Regions from separate parts of the Danio rerio genome. Here region 2 is linked to region 1. The links are chromatin contacts, called in public Micro-C maps. All regions are on one chromosome and are shown on one strand. Each heading gives the region's core, a stretch centred on a gene start, on an enhancer-like site or on the middle of the called end of the contact. The rest is flanking DNA. Distances are from core to core; before and after follow the strand shown.

Evidence for each region. A called contact is a pair of places that touch in the nucleus more often than the background predicts.
Region 2: a Micro-C map of caudal fin shows a contact between it and region 1, with 11 times the contacts expected there. The contact joins the promoter of shkbp1 here to the promoter of gemin7 in region 1. A contact is called at or near these places in 3 of 18 Hi-C or Micro-C datasets (caudal fin, hematopoietic stem cells and an unstated tissue).

What each region holds. Positions count from the first base shown.
Region 1 is chr18:51,857,548-51,865,504 of GRCz12tu, reverse strand. It overlaps gemin7 (gem (nuclear organelle) associated protein 7), which reads right to left and starts at 4,195. Exons shown (of 2, transcript NM_001200037.1): 1 at 4,154-4,195; 2 at 2,387-2,935. The coding sequence starts at 2,907. The coding sequence ends at 2,530. It overlaps tirap (toll-interleukin 1 receptor (TIR) domain containing adaptor protein), which reads left to right and starts at 4,295. Exons shown (of 5, transcript XM_073929753.1): 1 at 4,295-4,590; 2 at 7,689-7,736.
Region 2 is chr18:52,057,628-52,065,584 of GRCz12tu, reverse strand. shkbp1 (SH3KBP1 binding protein 1) reads right to left here and starts at 3,623. Exons shown (of 20, transcript XM_001920900.9): 1 at 3,427-3,623; 2 at 2,473-2,526; 3 at 1,191-1,236; 4 at 1,020-1,093; 5 at 874-932. The coding sequence starts at 3,473. LOC100002134 (proton-coupled zinc antiporter SLC30A1) reads right to left here. Exons shown (of 4, transcript XM_073929751.1): 3 at 7,576-7,791; 4 at 5,767-6,496. The coding sequence ends at 5,790.

The sequences.
Region 1 (7,957 bases), core at 2,946-5,445:
GACCTTTCAAATAAGTTTGGGGAGATTTATCATTGCATGTTTAAGAAAAACTGATTAAATAGCCTTTTTGACCTTAAAAGGTTTTCAATATGGACCATTTTAAATCAAAAAGTATTAAAATCTAAATATATTTCATTAAAAAGCACATATATAGTGATTTTATTTGGTTAATTTTATGTTCATAAAAACAGGACTAATTCTAGACCTGGATTAAAGGTTTTATATGGTTGAAAGGCTTCAGTTGTATTTGTTTTAAAATAGCGCAAACTTATGCAAATAACCTAATATATTGATTCTCTGCTTGGATTAGTGTCTAAAATTATAGCCTTGACACTTTAATTAAAGCTAATTAAACAAACAAGTGAGAATACAATTGCAAACGTTTTATTACAAAAAAGAAGCAAAATCAAAAAGTATTAAAATCTAAATATATTCAATTAAAAAGTGTATAGAGTGACTTTATTTGATTTATTTCATGTTTATAAAAATATAGGACTAATTCTAGACCTGATTAAAGGTTTTATATGGTTGAAAAGCTTCAGCTGTGTTTGTTTAAGCGAGTGAAAGTTAATTAGAAGTAAACTTATATGCTGCCATTTGAATACTGACATTTGTTTGCATTTTTTCCGGTTTATTCTTGTCCGATTGCATTTGTGTGTTGCGTAAAACTGACAAGGGTAGGCCTATGTTTCTGTTTTGTAGTAAAATTGCATAAACATATACAGCCTAATATATTGATTCTCTGCTTGATTAAAGTCTAAGATTATGTAAGACCTGACACTTAAATTAAAGCTAATTAAATAAACAAATCAGGATACAATTGCAAACGTTTTATTACAAAAATGAAGCAAAATCAAAAAGTATTAAAATCAAAATATATTCAATTAAAAAGTGTATATAGTGATTTTATTTTGTTGATTTCATGTTTATAAAAATATAGGACTAATTCTAGACCTGATTAAAGGTTTTATATGGTTGAAAAGCTTCCGTTGTTTTTGCTAAAGACAGTGAAAGTTAATTAGAAGTAAACTTATACGCTGTTGTTTAAATGTTGACATTTGTTTGCATTTTCCTGTTTATTCGTGTCCAGTTGCATTTGTGTGTGTGTTGCGTAAAACTGACAAGGGTAGGCCTATGTTTCTGTTTTGTTGTAAAATAGCGCAAACATAAATGCAAATAGCCTAATATATTGATTCTCTGCTTGGATTAGTGTCTAAGATTATGACAGTTAAGACCTGACACTTTAATTAAAGTTAATTAAATAAATCAGGATACAATTGCAAACGTTTTATTACAAAAATGAAGCAAAATCAAAAAGTATTAAAATCAAAATATATTCAATTAAAAAGTGTTTATATATATATTGTTATTTTATTTGGTTAATTTCATATTTATAAAAATATAGGACTAATTCTGGACCTGATTAAAGGCTTTTTTTATGGTTAAAGGCTTCAGCTGTATTTGTTAAAAAATAGCACAAACATGCAAATAGCCTAATATATTGATTGTCTGCTTGGAATAGTAAAATTATAGATCTGACACTTTAAAGTTAATTAAATAAACAAATCAGAATACAATTGCAAACATTTTATTACAAAAATGGAGCAAAATCAAAAAGTATTTTAATATAATTTAGTATATCTTAGTATAATTAAAAAGTGTATATTTATAGGGATTTTATTTTGTTGATTTCATGTTTATAAAAATCTAGGACAAATTCTAGACCTGATTAAAGGTTTTTTATGGTTGAAAAGCTTCAGCTGTGTTTGTTTAAGCGAGTGAAAGTTAATTAGAAGTAAACTTATATGCTGCCATTTGAATACTGACATTTGTTTGCATTTTTTCCTGTTTATTCGTGTCCAGTTGCATTTGTGTGTTGCGTAAAACTGACAAGTGTAGGCCTATGTTTCTGTTTTGTAGAAAAATGGCACAAACATATACAGCCTAATATATCGATTCTCTGCTTGTGTCTATGATTATGTAAGAGACTTGACACTTTAATTAAATCAGAATACAATTGCAAACATTTTATTACAAAAATGGAGCAAAATCAAAAAGTATTTTAATATAACTTTAGTATAATTTAGTATATTTCAGTAAAATTAAAAAGTGTATATTTATAGTGATTTTATTTTGTTGATTTCATGTTTATAAAAATATAGGACTAATTCTAGACCTGATTAAAGGTTTTATAAGGTTGAAAAGCTTCAGTTGTTTTTAGTAAAGTTAATTAGAAGTAACCTTATATGCTGTTGTTTGAATGTTGACATTTGTTTGCATTTGTGGCGCAAGCATATAGCCTAACATATCGATTCATTGCTTGGATTAGTGTCTAAATTATAGACTTGACACTTTAATTAAAGTAAATTAAATAAACAAATCAGAGTACATTGCAAACGTTTTATTACAAACCACAGCGTGACCAAAAACCCCAGTGAAACCGGCGAGAAAGTTCCATGAACCCGTTAAACCTTCAGTCCGGGAACAAGCAGAGTCCTCCAGCGTCATCTAGCGGTGAGATGGGAATCTTTACAGTTCAAACGAGCAGGAAATAATATCGTGACACCTGAGAAGAGCCTCTTTCTGCACGCCGAGCGGAGTCTCCAGATCGGACACCTGAAAATTCAGCACATCGATGTCTGAGGCGCCGAACCGACCGCGCATGCGCAGCTTCTCCAGCAGCTGAAAGTCGACGCGTTTGTCCGTCATGAGGAGGAGAGTCCGCAGAAAATGCTCGCGCTGCTCCGCCCGCAGCCGCTGCTCTTCAACGTCCACAGAGGAGGATGAAGATGAGGAGGTCAGAGATGTGGGGCAGAGAGCCTGGAAACGAGGAGAATTTGGGTCAAACCCTCGACTGTTTGGCTCCGGTCCTCTTGGCAGCCTGAGAACACCGACTGGAGTCTTCATTTTGCTTGGTTGCTATGAGATTGTACTCCTAAAAATCATGGTGAAAATTAATTAGTACTATTTTTCTGGCTGTTGGCCATATATATATATATATATATATATATATATATATATATATATATATATATATATATATATATATATATATATATATATATTTATATATAAAGACAATAATTTCAGTAAACTAAAGACTTTTTAGGGCCTAAAATTTTGTTTTTGAAATTTAACACATTGTTCTTTAAGTAAATAAAAAATACATACTATTAAAGTTGGTTTTATATTCGCATTCGGACATATAATGTAGGCTTATTTCAGACAATTTGACCCTTTCTAAACAGTGGAATCGTATTAGGAGCCAATGAATATTATTAATTGTACTCTCTATCGTGCTTCTGTAGAAATTTAGTAAGAGCTGGGTCGGTACTGGTACTTGGTCGGTACTTTTACGGTTCCTCTATTTAGAATTGGTCAATTTTTTTTAAATTAGCCTACATTACACGTCCGAATGCGAATATAAAACCAACTTTAATAGTATGTATTTTTTTTATTGATTTCAAGAACAACGTCTTAAATTTCAAAAACTATTTTAGGCCTTAAAAGTTCTTAAGTTCACTAAATTTACTGTCTTAAATCGTTTTAAACCGGTATTAATTTTCCTCTGTCCAAAGAAAAGCTTTAAAGCTTCCCAATTGGGCTGACATTCATCCAATCAACAATCCACCTCAAGAAAACATATATAGGCTATATATATAGGCTATATATATATAGGCTATATATATATATATATATATATATATATATATATATATATATATATATATATATATATATATATATACACACATATATATATATATATATATATATATATATATATATATATATATATATATATATATATATATATATATGAGAAAATAAATCTGAAAGGCAGGTTTAAAATTTGCTGACATAAATCAGAAAATACTCATACCTCATGCTTACATACTCAAAGTACCATAGTAAAGCGTGTCACAAGTTATCACTGAATCAATGTGCGAATATAAAACTTTACCTCAATCTATCATATTACAAGTGTTCACAGTCAATACACAAATGCTAATGTTGTTTTGAAGTCATGCTTACCGAATATTCAAAATAGCATGGTAAACAACTTTACCTCAATCGTATATTCATCATGCTTATAAAAAAATAATATATAAAAGATATAAGCTGATATCTGTTTCTGAAACTGTTTACACACCTCATTCAGCGCATCTGATTCTGAACATCCGACCAGAAGACTGAGCGGGGTAAAATTTCAAAATAAAAGTCTTCCTTTTCTTCTTCTTTTTTTTGTGGGTGTAAACCATCTATTTAGGTGCATACCGCCACCTACTATGATGGAGTGTGAAACGGATGGATGCGGTTTCCAACATAATTGCTATATCGTGTCTATTAAACCAATATTTCCAATAAGTTTCATATATATGCATAGCTAGTGTTTTTCAGCCAACGATACATCCGGTGAAAGGTTTCTGAGACTGTTCTAAATTTGATCTGGTTCCTTTACAGCATGTAATATTATTAAATAAGTAAGCATCAATTTAGTTCACGCATTAAACCAGATGATAGACCGTGTAACCGCTAGCGGCGTCAGTACCAGCAGGCTAGCACAGAAACTCCATTCAAAATGCTGAGGTAAAATACATTTTCATATTTAAAAGAGATGGCAGGGGGAAATGGAATTTAATCCCTGCTGAAAAATCCAGCTTAAACCAGCCTTGGTTGGCGGGTTTTAGCTGGTTGACCAGCCTGGTTTTAGAGGGGTTTTGGCCATTTCCAGGCTGGTTTCCAGCCATTTCCAGCCTGGTCTTATCTAGTCAGGCTGGAAAATGACCAGCTAAATCCAGCTAAAACCAGCTTGACCTGCCTGGTTTTAGCTGGACATAGCTGGTTTTGGCTGGCTAGGCTGGTCAAGCTGGTTTTAGCTGGTCATCTCCCAGCCTGACCAGCTAAGACCAGGCTGGAAATGGCCAAAACCCCTCTAAAACCAGGCTGGTCGACCAGCTAAAACCAGCCAACCAGTCTAGGCTGGTTTAAGCTGTTTTGTTCAGTAGGGATCCAGTTCTTCTTGTCCGCTCTGCGACACACTATATTTCAAATATCTATTAGGCAGTGAATATCACTTATTTTTAAGGAAAACAGATCTTAAACATGCCGATTTTGTAATGGAAACATAGTTCACCAGAAGCCGTCGGTCTGAAAAAAAATTATTCAAAGTTGATTCCTTGAATTTACTCAATTTTTTTATGTTTAGTGGTTGTAAACTATTTAACTGTGTTGAATTTAAACAAACAAATTAAGTTGAACATTATTCAATTTAATTTGTTTGTTTAAATTCAACACAAATAAACTGCACTGAAAAAAAATATTCAAAGATGATTCCTTGGATTTACTTAATCTTTTTTTTTACGTTAAGTGGTTGCAAACAATGTATTTGGGCTGAATTTAAACAAACAAATTAAGTTGAACATTATTAAACTTAATTTGTTTGTTTAAATTCAACACAAATAAACTGTTTGCAACAGTTCTGCACACAACACTTTTTCGTGTCCATATATATCCCATTTTGCTATTTGTTTCCCTGCATTTGACCCTTAGTTTGTATTCAGATACCCGCATTCTTATTAGTTCTTTTTTTCCTCTTTCCCTTTTATATGCACACAGAATCAAAAGAAAGTGCTGCTGTCTGTCCCTTTCTAGTGTTATTTTTAATTAGTTCCTCTTCTGTCATCAAGATTATAAAGTTCACAGAACTATATAACGTCTGAGAGAGAGAGGGAGAGCACTATGGAAATTCTCAGTTGCTTTCGATGTAAGATAATTATTGTTGTGTTTGAGTAAAAACTAAATTTTTGTTAATTTTTAAATATTTTATTTTCTTGTTTGTTGACTATTAGGGTAAATAAAAATAAGGGTTATTAATAATGGGGTGTATGCCGAAGCATGCTAATAGGACTTTTAATTTGCCAGTAACCTGGGTTAAGCGCTTCCGGCGAATTGAATGCCAATGCAAAATCCGGTGCGTTTAAGGTCTGTTTTCTTTAAAAATCAGCGATCTCCACTAGCTGAGTGATATCCGATTTAAAGTGGGTCTCAGATTGTACAAGAAGCACTGCAATAAATTACATTTCCCCCGCCATATCTTTAATATATGAGCATTTATTTTACTCCAGTATATTCAATGGAGCTTCTGCGTTAGCCTGCCGATTCTGACGGGCGCGTGCGAGTGAACAGCTTTTTGTCTCGTTTTACGCTTGAGCAACCAAATAAATGCTGAAGTTTATTTAACTGAATGTATTTTAATGACATTACAACATCGATGCTGTATAAGGAACCGTATAAAATGGAAAAAAGTTCACAATAACAGGTCACCGGAAGTGGATCAGCATGGGAACAGCACTAGCTCGGCATATACCCTATTAAAATCATTGTTAGAAAATTGACGATTATAATACAATTAGGGGCCTCACAGCAAGAAGTTCGCTGGTTTGAGCCTCTGCTGGGTCAGCTGGCATTTCAGTGTGGAGTTTGCATGTTCTCCCGCTGTTGGCGTGGGTTTCCTTCGGGTGCTCCGGTTTACAAGTCCAAAGACATGCGCTATAGGTGTATTAGTAGTCCGTAGTGTATGTGTGTGAATGTGTGTATGGGTCCCTAGTAGCAAAGAATTCTGGCCCAGATTTGGCATAAATCTGGGACAGCAGGCATTCATCCGGCACTGGCATACAGCATGTGGGCCAACCATGGCCTGGGTTTGGCAGAGGTGGCACCGTCTATAATGCAGCACACAAGATTTGGGCCAGATGTAAAACGTAGTATTTGGCCCAGATTTTAAAAATTGATTGTGGGCCACGTGAGTTTGGCCCGTCTTGACCCACATTTAAAATACATAAAAATAATTTTTGATTAAATAAATCAATTCTACCAATCAGGTCACTGAGAAAAAAACAAGGCCCATAGTGTGCCTAAAGCGCAACGCTTCATAGGTTTATTAATTTCATTGCAATCGTGACACACCAACCTATCTGGCCCAGTTCAGGCCCAGTTATGAGTTATTCACTTGGCTGAGACTTGGCCCAGATATGGTCCGTGTTTGGCCCTTGTCTGGAAGCCAGATTTGGTCCAGTCATGTACCGTAATTCACTGCGGCATGTGGGCCAAGCAAAACCTGATTGTGTGGGCCAGAGCTGGGCCAGAGAAATTTTGCTATGTGGGGTGTTTCCTAGGGAGAGGTTGCAGCTGGAGAGGGCATCCGCTGCGTAAAACATAATGGGTTAAAAACATAACGTCATAAAGTAGTAAATACAAATGGCATCTTATTTAAAGCTTTTTGATTAAGAAACATGCAGCAACTGAAGCGTGCAAAAGATCCCCACAAGTTGCCATTTCTGCTCTTTGAAATAATAACCCAACCCATTACTCATAACTGAGGGAATCCCAACAAATCATGCAGGCAAACTGTCTTGGTTCATGGTTTCTGCTTTAGTTTCAGCTGTAATATACCATTTCAATATTGAAAAGACCTATAAATCCAAAAATGGAAGTCACAACTAAGCCAGTGTTTAGTTACTCGCTTAGTTCTCTGCTTACTTCCTTACTATACCGTCTTTCTATTTCAGTATTCTGCTTATTTTGTAATATGACAAGTTATGTTGCCATGTAGATTTACATAATTATACATCACATCCGTCCGCTGAACTTCCTCAATTCTCTCATGCTATTCATGTGCACCGCAGACATGCTTCTTCAGTCGACCTGCCCTCACTTTTCCTCCTGAAACTACTGTAAGTATCGCTCTGTACTCACCATTTACTGTGTTAATGATGCTTTGAAAATGACACAGTGGTTTTAGATATGATAGTATTAACCTGCAGTCTGCTTTATAATGATCTCGGATACAAATCTTCTGCGGAATACTTTAAATATAGTGAAAGTGGAACTAGGATTAATATTAAATGACGAAAGTGTGCATGTCATACCGTGGTTTGGTTATTTGCTGTTGTGA
Region 2 (7,957 bases), core at 2,374-4,873, 200 kb before region 1:
GCACTTTTTGTAAAGCTGCTTTAACATGATTTTCCATTTTTATTTCACTAATGATTAATTCTCACCCAAAAATAAAAATTGGTTTTTGTATAGTAAATAATATAATAATAAATGAAAATAAACAACATGATGCTGTTTTATAATAATCAATATAAATAAACATATATAAATAATAATATATATTAATAAACATAAGAAACAAAATATAATAGACAATAAAATTTGTCAATTAATGTGTGTGTGTGCTTCTTGTGTATACTATTTTACAGTATACAATATATAAAATAACAATATTTTAAATGAAATTATATTATATATTAAACCAATTAAATTTATTATACAGATTGTTTTGTAGATCTTTTATTTTATTTATGTTATTGTATTTATGTACATTTATAATTAAACAGTATGCACAGCAGCTTCCTCTCTAGAAACAGAAAGACAACATCTATATAGAGGTAGGCCTGTCGTGATTATTATTGGTCTTTTTATTATTTTATTTTCTATTACAACAAAAAATATATTATTTTTATTTATAAGTATTACTGGATATATTCGGACTTTTGTTTCAAAGTAAGTCATTTTGGACAAAAGTGTCTGCTATAAGACTAAATGTACATTTTTATTAATAAATAACCTTTTAATTGTGTCTTATAATGTTGCGGGAAACACATAAACACAGACACTGTCTCAAACGCAGGCCTTTTACTTTCACTTTAAAATTTGCTGTGGACTTTCTTCCTAAACAAATAACCGTTGAACAAATGTAATAACTGTGACAGACCTGATCAGGCAATGAAATGGATGATGCACTGTAGTGTAAATATAACGTGTTTTAAAACCACCAGAATAACCCAATAACCTTTATCTTACCCAGTGGTGTGATCCCATAGAACTCCGCCTCATGTATTAACAAGTGGACATCTATGGACCTGTCAGAAAAATAAAGGAATACATTCAATGTTGAATAATCACAGTTAACAGGCTGCACATAATTTAATCAAGATTCTAGTGTTTACCTTGGATGAAGCTCTTTAGTGCGCAAAAAGTTCAAAATTGGAGCAAACAGAGATGGATCTCGATCTATGAATATCTAGAAAGACAAAAACCTTTAGAGATGCCTCATGGAGAAGCATTTATATAGAGGAAAAATGTGTTATCATTAGCTTACAGACATGAAGATGACTTACCGCTCCAGTCTCATCTTTTAGCGTTGATATTCTTCCACTTAATAAACTACACAAAGAAGAAAAAAACTCTTATACCAGTCAGCATTGAGCGTTTCAAAATTCCATATAGTCAAAACTCTGGCCAGGCGTAATTACAGCAAGAATTATTTGTATATACAGTATGTATGTGTTTAGACGCACACACGCACGCACACACACACAGTTGAAGTCTAAATTATTAGAGCCCTTAACTTATTAGCCACTCTGTTTATTTTTTCCCATATTTTCTGTTTATCAGAGAGCAGATTTCTTCAGCACATTTCTAATCATAATAGTTTTGATAGCTTCATCTCTAATAACTGATTTATTTTATCTTTGTCATGATGACAGTAAATAATATTAGACTAGATATTCTTCAAGACACTTCTATACAGCTTAAAGTGACATTTAAAGGCTTAACAAGGGTTATTAGGTTAACTAGGCAGGTTAGGGTAATTAGGCAAGTTATTGTATAGCGATAGTTTGTTCTGTAGATTATCGAGAAAAATATAGCTTAAAGGGGCTAATAATATTGATAAAATTGTTTATTAAAAAATTCAAAACTGCTTTTATTCTAGCCAAAATAAAACAAAAAAAGACTTTCTCCAGGAGAAAAATTATTATCAGACATACTGTGAAAATTTCCTGAATCTGTGAAACATAATTGTGAAATGATAATTCAAAAAAATTAAAAGGGGGGTTAATAATTCTGACTTTAACTGTGTGTGTGTGTGTGTGTGTGTGTGTGTGTGTGTGTGTGTGTGTGTGTGTGTGTGTGTGTGTGTGTGTGTAAAAGAAACATATTGTGCAATAAGCACAAAATATTAATTGTTTATTTTAAATTATTAATAATTAAAATATTAAATATTAATATTAATTATCATTTTGCTACTAGTTTTGACCCATTTGTCAGCAACACATTTTTAAGCATTTAAAATGCAAAACAAATCTTTTCATACACTTTTCATAGATCTTCAATTTCAAGAATAGTGATTTAATTTTTACATAAACACAAGTTTTTACATACATTTTTTTTTATAAAAGAAAAAAGGTTAATTCACCAACATTTTGACAATACATTTTCTTAAACATTACAAAAGACAATAGCATAACTTTGGATCTCACTATATAAGACAGACAGACAAACAGATAGATATTTAAAAAGCAAATAACTGAAAAAGTCAGTGATAAAAACCTTATTTAAATATTATCAAAAAACTAAATTAAGTCTAGTTTAGCTTTATATGACGTGAAATGCACAAACCTTGAGAAAAAGGAGTCAGGAACCCATGTCAGAGTCTGTCTGGAGGTACTGAACCTGCACAAAATACATAAAAGCAACATTAAAAAACAGGTAGTATATCTATTTTCTTGGTTAAGAGTTCAATAACAGAACATGGTATATCAACACAGGTGTTATGCAATGATCAGGGTTTATGCAAAGTAGGTATTCACACATATTGAGGTAAAGTTGTTTTTATTCACACATTCATTCAGTGACAACTTGTGACATGCTCCCTACATTATTTACTATGGTACTTTTACATATTCATTCTGAAATCACATGCAAGTATGACTTAAAAACAACTGTTTAATTGACTGTGAACATTGTTGTACTTTAACAGTCCTTTGCTGCTAATATGAGTTCAACATTTATAATTTGAAAAGAGTATTTTAGTGAAATCTTATTATTAAGAGAAAAATTAGGTGGATATAAAACTAACTTTAGCATAACTTCGCACAATTGTTGACAACTTGCGACACGGTCTTAACATGCTTTCCAGGATAATCTGAATTTTGGGTCTGAAATCGCATCCAAGTATGACATTATAGCAAGATTAGCACTATTTAATTGACTGTAAACAAAGTTGTAACGTAGTTGTTGGCTACTATTATGATTTCCCTATCTAGAATTAGCAAATAATACTTTAATAAGATGATATCAAGCAGAAAGTCCGAATGTGCGAATCACAAAAACCCAACTTTACCTCAATGAAGACAGGCCTCCTGTAGAATGTGAAGGTATGCAGATGTTTATCACTGTCTGCTGACTTTTACAAAGTCTGATCAATACAATACACTCAATAAAACGACGCTGCTGCTGCATAGTAAGCCTAAGATAAAGTGTCCAGGGTTTACTATAATGCTAAGAGTTCTTGACTGAGGTAAGTTAGTGAAGTCTGTGTTTGCCTCAGCAGGATGGAGGCTTAATACAAACCTTTTCCCCCCGACGTTCAGATGAATGATGTCTCCAATCCTCGCCATGATTATCGTTTTAAGGCAAAACGTTCATATTTTATGGTAAACTTGTTTATTTGCTATTATTAAGTACATTATAAATGCTGTTTAATTGTGTTCGCCGTTGAGGAAACAGCGAAAGAGCGGATGTTGCAGCGATTCACTATAGGCGGAAGTGGAGTAACGCCTATTTCAGAATAAAAGTCTATATTTGGATAAACAGAGGAGAAGCCTCTTTAAAAGAGGTTGTATTCGTATCATAGAGAACATTTTCAGTGTAGAAATAAAAGCATCTTAGGAACACAAATTATAGCTATATGAAGAAATGTTTATTTTTTATATATCTAAGTGTTTCAAGTTCTACAACCGTGTAAATGAAGCAAAATCGTCGAATTTTCCCAAATACTTGTATAAAATAATATAATGAAAATACATATTGTAAAACTACTATCAATGCAGAGTAACTCGATTTAAACAAGCAATTTTAAGCCTGCATATCTCATTTCATTTTCTTTTCGGCTTAGTCCCTTTATTAATCTGGGGTCGCCACAGTGGAATGAACCGCCGACTTATCCAGACCGTGGTAAAGTTAGTTTGATGTTTGACATTCATTAGACATTCGGTTTCAAACCAATTAAATTCTTTGCTCCTGTTATAGTTTGAGCCAAAAACATGTCAGATAGACATAAATATGTGCCCTTTTAATTTAATTTAATTTAATTTGATGATTTATTTTGATTTTAATGATGATACAAACGTGCACTTCATCGCCGATCTATATTAAATGGATAAAAACGCTTAAGTGTCTGGAACTTAAAATGTAGTGAAAATAAAGCTTTTTCATCATATGTGAAAACTGCAGGTTATTTATTTACACAGCCATAATATAAAATAAGAGTAGTACTATAGTAGCAATAGTAATACCAGAATGGAAAAAAATAAAAAATAAATGTTAATAAAAAATAACATTTAGTTAAAAAAACCCAATGCATTGGATTAAAAATAACCCAAAGTTAGGAAGGTGCTAGTTGGGTTATTTGTTGGGGTATTTTTAACCCAATTGTTTTAACTGAGTGGTAAAATGGATAGAAAAAACACGATACAGAGAGGTAATTTGATTTAATAAAAACAAAATGAACTTGAGCCTGAGCTTAAGTAAACAACATAACACAAAAACAACATTGCGCACTGAAGGATTCAGTTATAAACCTTCCAATCCGTCTCAGCATCCTTTCCTCATCATCCTGTTTCTCATTATTTTTATTAAATATGATTATTTAAATGAGTATTGAAATGATTTATCTAATGAATAAGTAAACACACTGCTTCATATGTAAGAGTGTTCAGTGCACTAGCCTGTCTCTACTATTTTCAGGTGCCACCAAACTAGGTCAGAGGTCACGGAGATCTTGAGTGAAGGTCTGAAGACTGGAAGCAACTGTTTCTATTGTTATTTCTCAGTTTTAGAGTTAAAACTGTCTAAAAGGTCTAAAGAGATTTTTCTATTTTTACGATTATTTCTTTTAAAGTGATTCTACTTTTTATTCAAGAAAGACTTTGTGTAGTAAGGATATTATTACTGCCTGAATGTAGATTACACTAGTTTTGATCAAGACAGCTGAGAGTACTTAGGCTTGGGTAAGAAACAGATTGTACTTTAAGGCCCAGTTTCACAAACAGCGCTTAGATCAAGCCAGGACTAGGCCTTAGATAATTTAGGCTATTTAAGCCACATTTATAAAATATATTACTGGTGTGCACCTGGAGACAAAAAAAAAATTTGACTGACGTATTTTAAGACATCTCCCTGCAAGTTATTTTGAGTTGAGACAGCTCAAACATGCAATTTAATCTTGACTAGCCTTAAACCTTGTTTGTGAAACCAGGGGAATGTGTGTATGTGTGTTTTATTGTGGAACAGTTTAACAGGTCTGGAGTCAGCTCTAAACAGTCTAGTGGATGTCTGACGTTTATGCTTAAGATGTTGTACAAGTTATTCAAAATCTTGAAACAAAAAAATGACCAATGAAAAGGTGTGAAGCACAAAAAGTGACCGATATTAAAATGAATTTGAATACTATTTTGGCTATTGCTGTTCTCCATGAATTTTCATATGTGCTTTTTAGGTTATGATGACCATCCGACAATCTGTTTTAGCTAAAATAGTGCTTAAAATGTCACTAAAATGCAGTATTCATTACTAAATAGTGGCCTAAATGAACGCAAAATGGTCCACTTTTTAAGAAAAAAAACACCCCTTTCACAAGGCTGGCTATAGGCCTGAGATACAATAGTCTGCAGTGATTATCAGACTCAGTGCACATATTAAATCTTTTATTGCCATCAGTCTTGAATCACAGATGTATTTTCAATGACCACATCTCTATCACATGGTTTCTCCTCACGGATGCAGGTGGGATTTATTGTCTTTGTTGACTCGTCCACCTGGGGGGCACAACAGAGTTTCTCCACACACTCCTGCCCACAGCGCAGACTGCAGCCGGGTCGTCCTGAACCCTCCGCGGGCGCAGCCTCGCTCTTTTCCGGCGTGAGAAACTCAGGTTGGACCGTGCAATGATTGACGCCGAAAGAGTAAAACACTGCTTTGATATTTGCTATAAGTTCCTCGCACTCTGCTGCGCTCATCCCGGCGGGACAGTGAACATGCAGAGATGCGATAATGAGGGAATCTGAGAGCTGCCAAATGTGAAGTTCGTGGACCGATAATACTCCGGGAACTTGACCGAGACAGAGTCGCACCTGGCGGACAGAAAGATGCAGAGGCGCCGCCTGGAGAACCAGCAGCCCGTATCTGTGTAACCTCGGCAGGGCGGCGGAAAGTAAAAATACCACACAAACCGTGGAGAAAACAGCATCCAGGTAAACCAGCAGGTGACAGTCTGAGTGAGGCCGGTGACAGTGAGCTCGGGACAGCAGCAGAACCAGACCATTAGACAGAACCAGGACTGAACACAGGAGATCCTGGACTATACTGAGGAGACCCAGATGATGCTCTCTGAAGATAGAGACTTGGGAAACACACTGAGGTGCTGGCAGGTTACAAATAAGCACAATAAAGGGGGGTTAGTTCACGCAGAAATTAAAATTCTGTAATGCATATTAAGGATAGTTCAACTAGAAATTAAAATTGTTATTAAGGGATAGTTCACACACTTTTTTTTTTTTTACAATTCTGTTATTAAGGGATAGTTCACCCTCCCTCCCTATATTCAACACAATAAATTATATTTTTGAAATGCAAAACATAAAAATTTATAAATGCACTCACCGGCCACTTTATTAGGTACACCTGTCTAACTGCTCGTTAACGCAAATATCTAATCAGCCAATCACATGGCAACAACTCAATGCATTTAGGCATGTAGACATGGTGAAGACGATCTGCTGCAGTTCAAAGCGAGCATCAGAATGGGGAAGAATTTAAGGATTTAAGTGACTTTAAACGTGCCAGACGGGCTGGTCTGAGTATTTTAGAAACTGCTGATCTACTGGGATTTTCACGCACAACCATCTCTAGGGTTTACAGAAAATGGTCTGACAAAGAGGAAATATCCAGTGAGCGGCAGTTCTGTGGGCGCAAATGCCTTGTTGATGCCAGAGGTCAGAGGAGAATGGCCAGACTGGTTTCAGCTGATAGGAAGGCAACAGTAACTCAAATAAGCACTCGTTACAACCGAGCTCTGCAGAAGAGCATCTCTGAACACACAACTCGTCCAACCTTGAGGCAGATGAGCTACAGCAGCAGAAGAGCACACCGGATGCCGCTCCTGTCAGCTAAGAACAGGAAACTGAGGCTACAATTCACACAGACTCACCAAAACTGGACAATAGAAGATTGGAGAAACGTTGCCTGCTCTGATGAGTCTCCATTTCTGCTGACACATTCAGATGGTCGGGTCAGAATTTGGCCTCAACAACATGAAAGCATGGATCCATCCTGCCTTGCATCAAGTACCTGGCAGTACCTTGTTGAATATACGCCACGAAGGATTAAGGCAGTTCTGAAGCCAAAAGGGGTTCCAACCCGGTACTAGTAAGGTGTACCTAATAAAGTGGCCAGTGAGTGTATTTACTGTATCTTTTTAAAGTAACTAGTTATTGCTCTCACCAGTGTGTTTCTGTTCTTCTGGAGGTTTCTCTATAGGTTCAGGGATTTTCTGAGGAGCTTCTCCGATACTGGATTGGGATGTTTGAGTGTGTTTGGACTCGGTGACGTTGGTGTTTTGGCATGAAGAAGAGCCGTCTGGAGAGGTTTGATTCGGGTCCAGAACACTGGACGTTTGAGGGTTGCAGAACATCAGTGCGCCGTCCGGAAGAGCACTTTCTACAACACAACATTATCAAAAAGAAGCGGGGACATAAGTATTGAACACATATTTTTCTGGGAATAATATTACTAAAGGAGCTGTTTACAGGGAATTGAACCAGATTTTGGTAAAAATCTTTTAAACATTAAAATAAAACAAAACAAATCTGAAAAATGAGCGGTG